2 separate regions of the Sus scrofa genome follow, and region 2 is linked to region 1. Evidence: chromatin contacts called from public HiChIP or PLAC-seq data. All regions are on one chromosome and are shown on one strand. The core of a region is the stretch at or near the end of the contact, and the rest is flanking DNA. Distances in the headings are between cores, read along the strand shown.

Region 1 (2,683 bases), core at 126-2,625:
ATATAAGATCTACTATAAACGTTTCCAAAGCTGAGATGAAAGGGATTCAATGCTTCTTAATTGATTTTTAGCTTCATACGTACACGACTTGTACTATTTACCACATTTACCACTATGTGCCACAATCTATAAAAACAGAAATGTGTTACAAGTGTTCCTGCAACACGGCCCTACTGGCCTTTCTAGGTAGGCCTGATACAAAATGTTCAACACACTTTGCTGAAAACTGTCCCCCGGCAATTGCACATCAGCCTCTCAGTGTAAACCAACCCAAAAGGAAAATAGAGGCAAGTCTCGGGGGCTGGGGAGAACTTCCCAGTGGGGCAGGTGTAAAGGGCACTCAGGTCATAATAGCCTGATCCTCACGAGGCCCTTGGTAGCGTGTGCCACATCCTTGGCCCCAGCTGACTCTCAGGCCTGAAGGAACTTTAAATAGAAGTGGCTGCTAGTGAACCTTGTCCACATGCTTCTATTTAAAGTCTAAGTGGCTCTCCCGGCAAAGCTTATGCTCCTGGAAGTACAAAGAGGAGAAAGGAGGAAGATGCCTCTTAGTGAAGCTGGAGAGCAGGGAAATATGCTGAGGCCTTTCAGTAAAGTCAGGTTCCTGGGAATTCAGCACCAGAAGCCTTTCAGGATTCCATCATTATGTTATCAACACAGACAACAAATTCTTAAAAAATTCTCTAGCTCCAAGTAATGATAGCTTTTAGGTTACAGACAACTTTAGAGAAACATTCTTATAGCACAGCTCCTCAATTAAAATTTAGTATTAGTATTTGTCTCTGCCCTGATGCCTGGTACTTTAGATGGGACACTGCAGATTCACTGCAAAACTGAGTTGGAAAACATGCCAAATATAAGGAGTGCAAGTCGATGACATTCTGGAAAACTGCCTGAACCACAAGTGAGTCATGTCAATCAAAAACTAAGATTTTTTTCCAAAAAAAAAAGAAAAAAATCAGAAAAAAAAAAAACCCATCATGGCTTTAAGTGTTGGGATAGAATAGAAATGGAAAATTTAAACAGATTTAATATTTATTTTTTAAGTGCTCATCTAAGAGTCACTTTTTTTCAGATAATGAAAGTTAAAAAATGTATTACGAATAACTGATATACTCCTAAAATTGCCGTATTCAATACATTTAGAAGTGTAAAGGCTCAAGATAAAACCAAAAAAACAGGAGGGGTAAAAGCCTTCTTGTTCTTCTTTCCTGCCTAACAACACACAGTGGTTGATTTTTGTGAACTCCTGTAACACCTGTAACACTAGGGCTTCAGCAGTTTTAACGTTTACTGATAAGTGAAAAAACACGGGGCAAAACAAATACTTTCAATCCTGCTCATTTTCCCTTCTCTTAGCTGAAGTTATGGACGTTACTGCTCTTCCAACTATACTGAACACCATAACATGACAAGCACAAACTTGTCTCTGTGCTCTGGAGCTAACTTTATCCAGTCACTTTCAAAATGAAATAAAGCCCAGAAAATGTATTTGGACTATTTATTATGAAATGCCTGGAGGACATGCCACAGAAGTTTCCGAGGCCTGTGATTATCTCGTTTGTCCAATAAACACTACATGGAGCTTTGCCAAGTAGGGTAAAAGTAAACTCCTGTGAAATAGCTTTTAAAAAAAACCCGCCCTATGTGTCATCTAGTCAATGGAAACAAATGAATAAGCACAGCTACCTCTAACAAAAACCATACTATGAAATAAGTTCTTTGCAAAGTGTTGAAATTTTAAGTTAATTAAGAGGCCATGATACCTAACATCACTAAAAGTCACATTAGCCATGCTTTGCCATAATATCTATTTTCCTAAAAGAAAAACAAATGAACATAACCCAAACCAGCTCAAATAATTGATGTGATTTAGTGTATAGTATAAATACAGTATAAATACAGTGTATGTCATTTGATTTACAGTATAATTCTTTTATTTTTAAAATTTATTTGATTTATTTTGGCTGCACCCACAGCATGCAGAAATTCCCAAATCAGGGACCAAACCCACGGCACTGACATAGCCAGACTGCTAACCTGCTGAGCCATTAAGGGACTCCTATAGTTCTTTTAAATACAAAATAATTCAAGTAATAAAATCACATTTTAAGTCAAATGTAACTTCAACAAATTTTAACAGATTTAAAGAACAAATTTTATTAATTAAAATTTAAGTAGATCCTCCTATAAATCTCTTTAAACAATGTACGGTTTCTTTAACTCACCTCTCTAGCCACATTGCTTGTTTTCACTTCCTGTATAACTGTGCCAAAGACAAGATAATCAACAACGTCCTTTGGGACACTGGTCCGATGCAACAAACCCCTGAGAGCGGAAATCCAAAGCAAAGAAACATTTTACACATTCAAAATAATGTCACAGATCATCACATAAAACAATACAGTTCTTTAAAAAGGTTAACCTTGAATTTAAAGGAGTAAAGACTGTATCTTTTCCTTAATTTGATAAACATGCAGCACCATGTCAAAGAAATGACAAATGATTTACAAAGTCAAAAGGTGATGCTCTATTGGCAATGAGAAGTTAAATAGGAATAATTAAAAATAATTAGAATATATTCTATAAAAATTTTGAAACAAACAACAACAACAACAACAAAAAAAAGACAAAAAGACAAAAAAAAAAAAAAAAAAAAGAAAGGAGTTCCAGTCGTGGCGCA
Region 2 (2,683 bases), core at 128-2,627, 280 kb after region 1:
AAGTCAGGACGATAAAGTAAAATAAAAATCCCTGCAGGGTGGTCGAGATTGAAATGAGATGATGTGTGGGAGGCTGTAGGTCAATACTTGGCACAGAGGAGATGATCCAGAAATGGTTCCACTCCTACCAGTAAGCCAGTAGGATGATTGTGGGGGCTCTGGGGAAACCGGCTTGCCGTCATCCCTTAGAAGTGCCATAGAAGGACAATGCAGTGTGTTGCTTTTGTTTCAGATGTTGATTTATTTATTTATTTTATTTTATTTTTTTACTTTAGCACCACACCCACGGCATATGGAGGTTCCCAGGATAGGGGTCAAATCAGAGCTACAGCTGACCGCCTACACCACAGCCACAGCCACAGCAACACAGGATCCTTAACCCACTGAGTGAGGCCAGGGATCAAACCCGTATCCTCAAAGATACTAGTTGGATTCGTTTCCGCTGATCCATGACAGGAATTCCAGATTTTGATTTTTTTTATACAGGCTGCCTCCAAATTGAGAGAGGGAGAGAGAGGGAGAGGGAGCGAGGGAGAAGCCGGGGCGGGGGGGGGGGGGGGGGGGGAGAGGGAGAACGCCAGCGCATTCCTGGCTCTAAATAGAATCGGGATAGAAAGTTACACTGGTTTCATTACAGAGGCAACGTTTACCTCAGTCAGAACATTCTCAGCTCTGGGTTGAGTCCCTAGATTCATTCACAGGCCCAGGACAGCTGCAGAAGAATCTGCAACAGGGCACAGTGTCTGCCTTCCCAGGCAGGTTGTGGGCCGTGTGAAGGGCCCCTGGGAGAGGAGCGGGATCTTATTCGCGCAGGGGATGCTGCGAGGTGGACAGCTGACCTGCAGGGCCGAAGGGGCCCGATCATGCAGAAAAGTCGGATTTGCTGCGGCAGGTGCTTGTAAAGGACTTGGAAAATACATCCTGTGAGGCTGGCTGCTGGTTCTCAGGGCAGGAGAGGGAAGGCGGCGAGCTGACCGAGCTGGTAGTGAGATTGGGGTCAGCCTCTGCCGTGAGGCTGAGAGAGGGCTTTTTAACAGTAAGGGAAGAAAGAAGACTGTGATAGCAGCTGTGTCGAGGGAGGGTCCTAAGAGAACGCTGAAGGATCTGCTAAGCACAGGATAACTGGGTTTCTTTCGGCGGGGGTGGGGTGGGGGGATGAATACATGCAGAGCCAGGCCTCCACTCAGGGGCTGTCAGCCACAACTCGCTTACTACAAAGGGATCAATCAGGGCAAGAAGGCCTGGAGCAGAAGAGAGGACATGGGAAGTTCGGTGTCCCAGTTACAGACTCCCCTCCCCCACCCCCTTCTGCCTGCCCGCCACCCAGAATAGCCCTGGCATCTTTATTGGGTCAGGCTGCCAATTCACGCTCATCCACTGCTTTGCTCGCCCAGCCCTGTCCCCCTGTCCTGTTCCCAGAGCTTGCAGCCTGCAAGGGACATGCAGGCCCAGACTGTTCTGTGGGTGCTCCCTCAAAGACAGCCCAGCATCAGAAGAAGAGTATTTGGGAAGGTTCAGTTCTGAGCCTCTTCCCAGTTGTAGGACTTTGGACCCTAAAGGCACTTTGCTTTCTGAGCCTCTTGATCTGCCCTGTCTACACCTCAGGAGGTTGCTGTAAAGCTCCAGTGGGCATAGATGCTCCTTGCAATTGCCAAGTTGTTCTGTGACGGGTGTTCCTGCTCCCTCCCTCAGCGCTGCCGCTGTTCCTGGGCACAGCCCTCCCACCTCTCAGAGGGTGCGCAGCAGCAGAACAAACCGGGGCCTCTACAGCCTCATCCTTCCTTGTTTTCAGCTGTGAAGAGGGGTCAGCAGGGGCCCGACGTGGGATCCAGTGCTTTTGTATGTGCCCTTGGTTAAAAACCCCGAGAGTGTTGCTTCTCATTCCTCTGTGCTGCAGAAGGCAGGCGTTGCTCTGTCGGCTCCTGTACGGCTTGTTCTACTATTCAAGGACAGAATGTCCTATCTCTGAATTACCCAGCCTGTTTCTTCTCTTCTGTCTTCTAACTGTCTGCCTTTTGGCTTTTTTCATTGCTCATTTGTATCCCTGCTTGAAATTAGCACATGGAATTGAGAATAAATAGTCATCGCAGCTGCCATGTGTGGAGCCCTTCTGTGGGGTACTGTGCTGAGTGATTTTCTGGATTAATCTCAGCCATTCTGTTTGATAAGAATGAGATAGCTAGGCTCAGAGATCATAAGCCACTTCCCAAGGTAACAGAGCTCTAAGGGGTAGAGCCAAGTTCAAACGCAGATCTGTCTGACTCCAAATCCTGTACTTTTTTTTTTTTTTTTAACAAGAGAAATAAAAGCAAGTTTATTGACATGCATACCTTGTGTACACATGGAAGCTGCCCAGGGTAAAATGACAAACTCAGGAAATTCCTGTTGTGGCTCAGCGAGTTAAGAACTTGACATAGTGTCGGTGAGGATGCAGGCCTCACTTCGTGGATTAAGCATCCACTGAGTCACAGATGCGGTCACAGATGTGGCTCAGATGTGGCATTTCTGTGGCTGTGGCATAGGCCAGCAGCTGCAGCTCTGATTCAACCCCTAGCCTGAGAACTTCCATATAACACAGGTGCAAAATCCTGTATTTTTTTTTTAATGTAAATAACTCTCTTGTTTTCTGTCTTTTTTGTGTGTTTGCTTTGAGTAGTAAAATTCCTCACACTCCTTAAGTTGC

The links. HiChIP or PLAC-seq counts read pairs in DNA pulled down with a chosen protein or histone mark.
Region 2: a contact with region 1 is called in an H3K27ac HiChIP or PLAC-seq map of skeletal muscle, with 5 times the contacts expected there. The contact joins two enhancer-like sites. A contact is called at or near these places in 3 of 47 Hi-C or Micro-C datasets (epiblast stem cells and skeletal muscle) and 2 of 2 datasets of contacts at active chromatin or transcription factors (alveolar macrophages and skeletal muscle).

The regions. Positions count from the first base shown.
Region 1 is chr3:112,727,481-112,730,163 of Sscrofa11.1, forward strand. HADHB (hydroxyacyl-CoA dehydrogenase/3-ketoacyl-CoA thiolase/enoyl-CoA hydratase (trifunctional protein), beta subunit) reads right to left here. Exons shown (of 16, transcript NM_001348972.1): 6 at 2,229-2,328. Among named protein-coding and RNA genes, the nearest start is that of HADHB, 24 kb to the right of the region's middle. Within about 2 kb of position 1,376, at least 26 of the 83 cell types and tissues checked have an H3K27ac peak or open chromatin away from gene starts, as enhancers often do. A contact at or near this core is called in skeletal muscle, where this site is marked.
Region 2 is chr3:113,005,749-113,008,431 of Sscrofa11.1, forward strand. The region is part of intron 8 of KIF3C (kinesin-like protein KIF3C); the gene reads left to right. Among named protein-coding and RNA genes, the nearest start is that of ASXL2, 38 kb to the right of the region's middle. Within about 2 kb of position 1,378, at least 24 of the 83 cell types and tissues checked have an H3K27ac peak or open chromatin away from gene starts, as enhancers often do. A contact at or near this core is called in skeletal muscle, where this site is marked.